Regions from separate parts of the Gossypium arboreum genome. Here region 2 is linked to region 1. Evidence: chromatin contacts called from public Hi-C data. All regions are on one chromosome and are shown on one strand. Each heading gives the region's core, a stretch centred on a gene start, on an enhancer-like site or on the middle of the called end of the contact. The rest is flanking DNA. Distances are from core to core; before and after follow the strand shown. Region 1 holds the start of LOC108458137 (ACT domain-containing protein ACR10). Region 2 holds the start of LOC108460159 (pentatricopeptide repeat-containing protein At2g29760, chloroplastic-like).

What was found. Hi-C and Micro-C count contacts between places; a contact is called where the count stands out from the background.
Region 2: a contact with region 1 is called in a Hi-C map of leaf, with 5 times the contacts expected there. The contact joins the promoter of LOC108460159 here to the promoter of LOC108458137 in region 1. A contact is called at or near these places in 2 of 5 Hi-C or Micro-C datasets (both in leaf).

What each region holds. Positions count from the first base shown.
Region 1 is chr4:97,286,090-97,290,379 of ASM2569848v2, forward strand. LOC108458137 (ACT domain-containing protein ACR10) reads right to left here and starts at 1,399. Exons shown (of 7, transcript XM_053027395.1): 1 at 1,171-1,399; 2 at 511-996; 3 at 32-250. The coding sequence starts at 664.
Region 2 is chr4:97,430,699-97,435,446 of ASM2569848v2, forward strand. It overlaps LOC108460159 (pentatricopeptide repeat-containing protein At2g29760, chloroplastic-like), which reads left to right and starts at 1,399. Exons shown (of 1, transcript XM_017759529.2): 1 at 1,399-4,737. The coding sequence starts at 1,896. The coding sequence ends at 4,055.

The DNA.
Region 1 (4,290 bases), core at 149-2,648:
TCAAAATCTTGAAAAAGGAAAAAGTGATTACCATGCAGAAGGCCTTTTCTATCAACACAACAAAGCTTGATGAGAAAGACATCAGGAGGCTTAGGAGACTGCAACTCAGAACGGTAATAAGAAATTCCAGAAGCAGAAGAGCAAGAAGGGCAAGCCTGAACTAGTCTTTTCTTCAACAATTCCCACCTTGTCGCTGGCTTACAAACCACCCAAAATACTATATAACACCATTTCCCATCCGTAGATACATCTTCACAAAACAAACCCCCCCAACAAAATCATTAATTAATTTTCTTTCTTTTTTTTTTTAAAACATATATATATATCATAAAGAAGTCTAAACCATGTGACCAAAACTTAAGTCCAAATGATCAAACTTTTGATATACTTCCCAAATGCTCATCATTAAAACCAAAATCAAAACCAACTTTAAAAAAGTAATGGAAAAAGTGGGGAAAAACATGCAAGCTTGGTTTAAAAGAACAAGGGGAGGGGGGGATTTGGAATTACCTCCTCGGACAATGCTAAGACCAAAAAAGAGCAAGATGCGGCATAAATCAGAGCCTAAACCAGTTTTATCAGGGCAGTTAACAGTGATAACAGAGGGGTCTCCTTCTTTCTCCGACGGCCTTATAATCACAACGTCGTCATGTAGAATACCCATAGTAGTAGTATAACTTGAATGGTTGAAGAAACAGTGAAGAAGTTGGTTTTGATTAGGAATTGATTTGATATATTCTTTGGGTTTTGGTTCAATGAGAAGTTGCAGTGCTTGTTTGAGTAGTAGCGTTGTGGAGAGACAGACAGACAAAACATAAAAAGCAAAGCAAAGCAAAGCAGAGAGAGAGAGAGAGAGAGGGAAAGTTACTGCTTTGCGTTTCTTGGCTTGTGGTTCACTTGTAGGAGGAGGAGTTGTTTAGCAGTCAATTTTTCTTTCTTTCTTTTCTCGTTTTTACCGTTGGTCTCAAAATCTCGGCAACTACTCCATCCTCATCTCTAACCAATTATGTGAAGCGAATTCAAATTACATTTGAGGATATAAATACCATTAATCTGATAAGTTGGATCCTTTAAACAGTTAATTTCAAACATATAAATAAATAATTTTTAGCATTTCTTGAAATAAAAACTCAATATATCACGATAAAACGACGATATATGTTAATTTACCTTTTTCACTGGGTAAGGTAGTTAGCATGTTACGTCACTCGATGGTAAATCACCTGTACCGCACATAGGCCATCAGCCGCCATCACGTGTCCTTTACTTAAGTTGTGTTTTAATGGTCACGTGACCTTGGATTGCTCTATGACCGAGACCTCGGGAAACTTTTGCCTGTTGGATGGCTGTCCATCGGGCTTCCTTGTATTAATCAATATTTAACTTCTCCCATTTTAGATCTTGGATCCCACTCATATATGTTGCCTTTCCTTCCCTATTTTAGATTTAACTTTTTCTTTAACTATTAAAGTAATTAATTTTATTTATTTTAGGTTACATTTTAATTATTTACTTTAATGTCTTATAATATTTTAGTCATTAAATTATTAATTATAGTTAATGATATAACGGTAAATTGACATGACACATTAAATATTCATTACAAATAAAAATTTTAAATTAAATTATATAATTGATATCCATATTTTATTTTATTTTATGCAATTTAATATTTTTTATGTTCTTTTAACTTTTTTTATTCTCTTCTAATTCTCTCTCTGCTTTTCTTTCTTTCTTCATCTCTTTTAACATAATTTTTTATATTTTTATTTGTTAAAACTTTTTTATTAACAGACAAAACTCACTTGCAATGAATTATTAAGTAAATACGGTTGAAATAGTAATAGAGAGAAAATATCAAATTACTTGAGAAATTTTAGCATAATTATTTTTAAATCTTAATTTTAATAAAATAGATAAAAAAATTTATCACATGTCTTATGGATGAATGGTGAAATTACAAAATTATGACATTAAAATTAATTATTGTAGTAAATTAAGGGTACAAGATGTGTTTGGACTAAAATGTAATAATGATTGTAAAAAGTAAAAAAATACTATTAAAAATATAATATTAAAATAAGTTTGCATATAGATTAAAAACATATTTGATTTAAATAATAAATATAAATTAAATTATAGTATATAGTACTATATGGATAGGTGTCTAATTAAATGTGCATAATGTATATATGGTTATATGTATATATTATGAATTTGTATTGTTGTGTTGGCATTAAATATAGGATAGGAAACTTATTCAATTTTTTAAAGATTTATTTTTCTCGAAATTTTAATTTTTAAATATATAAATAGTTTATCCTAATTGTAAATTTTAAAGTTTATATAAATAATAGCATAAATAAATTTTAGGATAGGTTTAATTTAATACTTGGCCCTCAAATTATGGTTTTTGTTTGAGTTAGGTACCTAAACTGTATTTCGTAATTAATATTGGCCCGTATGTTATACCCATTTTAAAAAAAAAACTTTCGGCCAGTAAAAAATTGACACATCATTAAAATGTTATTTCCTTTTATTATAATTGAAAAATAAAATAAGGGTAAAATTTGCTAGTAATCACCCAACTATTAGTAAATTTCTTTTTTAGTCACCCAACAATGAAAAGTTACAAAATGGTCACCAACAATTCAATTTTATCTTTTTTGGTCACCAATAGGCTAACGATGGGAGCTTTTAAAATTAGCATGATAACAATTTTAACCTTCAACATTTATACATTATGTCAATTAAGTCTTGATTCTAAACAAACACATTGTAATTTGGTCATATTTGGAGTTTTGCTTTTTTTTTTCTTGACATTTTTGCCTAAAAAGCTAAAAAAACAAATTTATCATCTACATTTGATTGAAAATATACAAAAATGGAAACACCCAAAAATCCAAAACAATAAATTTTATATTTTTTATTTTTTTAAAAATTAACCCTCAATGTCAAAAAGAAAAGTAAATTTGCAAAAAAAAAACAAATTACACAATGTGTAAATATTGAGAGTTGGCAAAATGACCGAGGAGGATTGATGCGAGTCTCAATGCCTAATTTCAATGTCAAAAGCCAAGCAAATCATACCAAGATTCGATCAAAGACAATAGGTGAGGTCTTTTCGAGAAAAGGGGGAATGATACATGCATGGAATAAGTGAAATTTATTAAAGTCAATTTAACCAAACTATCAATTTTCAAGTTGAAAAGATTAGTCAAATTGCGACGAATTTTTGGATGAGATCTAGCAATCTATAGGCTTAGATGTCTGAATAGAGTTGAAGAGCTATCTCTTGGCTTCAAAACACACTTTGAAGTACTTGATTTTGAGTTTCAGAACTCAAGTTATAACCCTTTTAGTGAAGTCTGCGCAAGTAGAATTTCTAGATGGGAATATTACAAAAATTACAAGTTTTGGGCTTTTTAGTCGAGTTTAAATCATATTGGGTTTGAATTTCAGGCTTAATTTTTTTATACACGAGCCTAATATTGTATTTATTAAGTTTTATTATTTATTTATTCTGAATTTTGGATAACTTTTAAATATTTTAAGTTATTTAGGAGTTTTATGTCAATAAGAAAGTTTAGTTTAAAACTACTTCTTTAGGTTAATTAGAGTTTTAGTATACTTAAGAATTTTATTTGGATTTACTTAATTAGCCTATATAAATGACTCTTCATTGTACACAATTATTCAACAAGCAATTAATTCATTATTCCCTTTGAATTAATAAAATTCTCTTTAAATTTTCTTTTTAAGAATTTCTCTTGAGTTTTATTTTAAAAGAATTTTAACAATCTTTTCAGATTGTGAGGATCATCTTCAAGCTTTTTCTTGTCAAGTTTTTTTATGGAGGAGAAATTAGAGTCGTTTGAAGAGGATTGTGGATTCATTGGGTTTCCAAAGCTCCTTAGGACTTCTATGCGCCATCTTCATCTTCTTTCATCTATTTTCTTTGTTTTCTTCTTTATCCTATTTTTTTCTTGTTTAATTATTCAAAACTTTGATTTATTTATTTGTTTTGTTTTCTATCTTAATTATTTATTTTAATTTTTTCCTTTTAATTTTTTATCTGACTTGGATTTTTCTTGTGTGTGTTTCAAGTTGCGTTGAAATCTAAATTTCTTTCCAATCATTTAGATCCCTAAGTCAAATCTATGACTTGGACAAACTTACAATCCTGTTGCGCACTCATTCTATCAAGGATTGAGATTGAATGGTCATTGATCTATTCAATTTGGACCAAATGTTTGTGAATTCGTCCAATTTGTCTATTAAGATGCATGT
Region 2 (4,748 bases), core at 149-2,648, 140 kb after region 1:
ATTAAGGAAAGCAAGAGTCTCAACTCCCTTTTTCTTCTCTCTCTTTATAAAAATTACTTATTCAAACAAAAGAAAGGAATCCTCTTTCTCTCGCATTATTTACCTTTCCCTCTTTCTTTTTCAATTTAGACACCGATTGGAATGAAATTCTAGATTTAAAAATCACTTTAATTCAAGTCAATCTTAATATTCATAAGTGTTGAGTTTTAATGTAATTAGATGTGTGCATGAGTCGAGGGGTAAATTTGGGCCTCGACAAAATTTTAGGCCCATTTTTTAGGCTTGGGCCCAGTCTGACCCGAAATATGGGCTTAAAAATTTGTCCAAACCTGACCCGAAATAAATTGTTAAGCATGAGTCTAGCCCTGCCCAGCCCATATTAGTTTTTTAATTTATTTCATTAAATAAAAAATTTAAAATATAATAAATCAAATACATTTAAAAACATAAAATAATTATTAAAACAATACACAAATTGAAAATATAATAAAAAGTGGTTATATTAAAATTAAAAATAAAAAATACATATATTTAGTATATAATTCGAGCCAGGCCAAAAAAGTTTTACCCGGGGCCTGGCCGATTTTCTAAACGGGCCTTTTTTTTTCTAAACCTATATTTTGGGCCTATATTTTTACCCGAACCCTCTAATTTTTCGGACGAACTTTTAGGCTGGACTAGGTAGCCCGACTCATGCACACCTCTAGACCTAATATATTTTATGCATTTTCAAAATATTTTAGGAATGAATTTCGTAAAAAATTAAAATGCAAGAAAAATTAGACATTGTGTGAGTGCAATTCATAATGAAAAAGAATTTTTTTGAAAAATAATAAAAAAGATAAAAAGACCTCTCTAGTCTTTCTCAATTTCAAAATTGAGTAATTTAGTTCAATTTAAAAATACTAGAGCAATTTAATTCTTATGAATTTTGAAAGTGAGTAATTAAGGATAATTAATCACGACATTAACGTTTTAAATCAATTGTGCATAATTTTAATTGATATAATAACAAATTTAGCTATTAATATTGACATATTTTGTTAATTTCGTCTTGATTCTAAAAAATTTAAAATTTAACCTCAATATTTACATATTTATAAGAATATTGTGGGCTAAATTTGTTAAATCATGACCAAATTGATAGAATATGTAAATAATTAGAGCTAAATTTGTTATTATACCTATATAAAATCGATGAAAAATTAATATTGTGATTAATTATTCTTAGTCGTCTACTTTCTAAATTGACAGGGATTAAATTATTTTAATTTTTTAAAAGGACTAATTTTTTAATATCAAAATTGAGAGGTATTGGAGTAGTTTTTTTTTTTTTAAAAAAGAGTAATGGGGTAAAAGAATTTATTTTTGTTTTCGCTATAGGCAGTTAAAAGGCTTCAAAAGCACAACAGCAAGCTAAACAAGGTGAATGGACAGGCCTTTCGAATTCATTGTCCATGAACAATTGGAGTGCCCACTTCCTACAGAAATCACCTGATAAACTATTTAAAAACCTGTAGGGATTATAACCTAATCCTCCGGGGACCGAGGCTGCGGGGCTCTTGCCTACACACCAGCTTTATGGTACATGGTACATGGATCATAACCATACGGAAAAAAGAAGAAGAAGAAAGTTCCAATTTTGATGGATGATCTTTAGACTTGTTGCTTGTCATAACAATTTTGAATTTTGGTTCAAAGTACTGTATTTCGTGCTGCAAGGGAAATGACAAAGAGCTGTTAAGTCAGTCAGGGAGTAATTGCCCGGTAACAGCAGAGGAGAAAGATATGATATGATATGCCTTTTGTTGATTCTTCAATGTTCATATTCTCTCTGTATCCTCTAACATAGGCAGAGCTCGGTGGGTGTTCTTTCTTCTCAGCTACCCTTGAAAATGCTACCTTTTGAAATCTCACCACTATTGCCTTTGTTAGAATCTTGTAAAACCATCAAACAAGCATTTCAAGTCCATGCTCAAATAATCCTCAATGGCTTCCAACACCATGTCTTCCCCATTAGCAGACTCATCTCTTTCTTTGCCTTGCTGGGTTCCGAAGAGGGCCTTAACTACTCTCAGATTATCTTCTGCCAAATTGAACAACCAAATCAATTCATATACAACACCATGATAAGGGGTTTTTCCCATAGTAAATTCCCTGAAAAATCACTTGTCTTCTACTCATCCATGCTCCACCAAGTAAACCAATCTCCGAACAACTTCACTTTCCCATTCTTACTCAATTCCTGTGCAAGACTATCTACCCTTAAACCAGGAATTCAAGTTCACAGTCATATCATAAAATTTGGGTTTGACTTGGATCTTTATGTTGGGAATGCTTTGATGCATTTCTATTCGGTTTTCAAACATTTAAATGATGCCCGGATTGTATTTGAAGGAAGTCTTGTTAGAGACCTTGTTTCTTATAATACCATGATAAATGGGTATGGTTTAGTGGGCCGACCAGGGCCTGCTCTGCGTCTGTTTAGAAAAATGCAAGAGTCTGGCATTGTGCCCGATGAGTTCACTTTTGTTGCTTTGTTGTCTGCATTTTCATCATTGGATGATTCTAGGATTGGGAAACAGATTCATGGTTTTGTTTACAGGAACCTCTCTTGTGTTGACTCTAACGGATTGCTTAAGGCTGCTATTCTTGATATGTATGCAAAGTCTGGGTTGATGGATTTGGCTGACAGGGTGTTTAGCTCAATGGCAAGTAATAAAAGCACTGCAGCTTGGAGTTCCATGATATCGGGATATGCTCGACGTGGAGAAACTGCAGCTGCTAGAAGGATGTTTGATCAGATGGACCAACGGGATTTGATTTGTTGGACGGCTATGATTAGTGGTTATTCTCAGTCAGGACAATACAGTGAAGCATTGGAACTTTTTGCACAGATGGAATATTTGGGAATAAGACCAGATGAATGTACTATGGCTGCTGTTCTTTCAGCCTGTGCCGGACTCGGAGCTCTTAGTTTAGGTGAGAGGCTTCATGGTAGGTACATAGGGGGTGAGTTATGCAGCCAAAATATTATCCTTTCGACTGCATTAATCGATATGTATTCAAAAGGTGGAAAGATAGATTCTTCTCTACATATGTTTCACAGGATCCCGAAGGGTTTAAGGACCGTTTCACTTTTCAATTCCATGATCTCTGGTCTGGCTCAGCATGGTCTTGGTAAGTCTGCTTTAGCTGTTTTTAGGGAAATGGAATCAGTAGGGCTGGGACCAGATAGTGTTAGCTTTGTGGCAGTTTTATCCGCTTGCAGCCACAGTGGGCTAATTGAAGAGGGCAAAGAATTATTTAGATCAATGTTGGATGTCTATGGTATTAGACCACATAAGGAACATTATGGTTGCATGGTTGACCTCCTTGGCAGAGATGGTTGCTTGGATGAAGCTTATGATTTAATTCGAAGTATGCCATTTGAGGCCAATTCAGTAATATGGAGAGCTTTATTGGGTGCTTGTAAACTCCATGGAAATGTTAAGATTGGTGAAGTTGCTGCCCAAAAACTTATCGAACTGGAGCCTGATCATGGAGCTCATTACGTTTTGTTGTCCAACATGCTTGCCAATACGAACAAATGGGAACAAGCTGTGAGAGTTCGGAAGTTGATGGAAGATAAGGGCATCCAGAAGCCACCTGGGTGGAGCTATACTGAGTTTCAGGGGACAATTCATTGGTTTTTGGCTAGTGACAAGTCTCACTTGCAAGACAAAAGGATTGAATCCATGCTCCAGGATATGGCAATGCAGCTTAAATCTGCTGGGTATGTTCCGAATACCGCACAAGTAGTGTTTGATATTGATGAAGAAGAGAAGGAAACTGTTGTCTCATATCACAGTGAGAAATTGGCATTGGCATTTGGGCTAGTCAACTCCAGTACTGGAGAAACCATAAGAATAATGAAGAACCTTCGTGTTTGCGGAGATTGTCACTCAGCCTTTAAGCTTCTATCTAAAATTTACTGTCGAGAAATCATAGTTAGGGATGCCAGCAGGTTCCACCATTTTAAGAATGGATGTTGCTCTTGTAAGGACTTTTGGTGACCTATCTATTATCGATAACTGTATGAATGGAAGTGTTAACCATAGGCCGCAGAACTGCAGAAGCTGATGGTGTCTCTCACATGAGGTAATCTGATTGTTTGAGGTGGCATATTCCACTTGTTATGTGACGGCTGAATCATTATACAGCTCCGTCTGCTTTGCTTTCAAGATGGAAATGGTAGTTTGACACAGCAAGCCTTGATCCGAGGATTGAGATATTAGACTGCGATGGCTATCCGTCAAACTATGCATCTTGCAGCTACCATTGAAACTTATTCAACATACCTTGTTCGAGAGTGATTCAGCAGTTTCGATTCAAGAACTGAACCGTGTCTTTCCAACTAATCTTTGTGATGAGATTGGACTGCCATTTTCAGGTTTCATTTGCTGCCTCGTTCTAGCCTCATATGCAACATGGTTGCTCATTGTACTGAGGAATTAAGATCTTCCAAACTGTAGTTCTAGAGAATGAAGGGAAAACTGTTGCCATGAGTCAGCCTTTTATTCTAAGAAAACTAATAAAATTTTCTCGGATTGTTTGCACATGTATGTTTGACAATTTTGTTGGAAGAGCTGTCCTTAATAAAAAAAATACATTGTACTTGGTCCTAATAATCTAAGAAAACTGTTGCCATGAGGCAGCACGTTTTCATGTTTTTAAGCAAATCCATTTAAAATGCATGAACAATGACA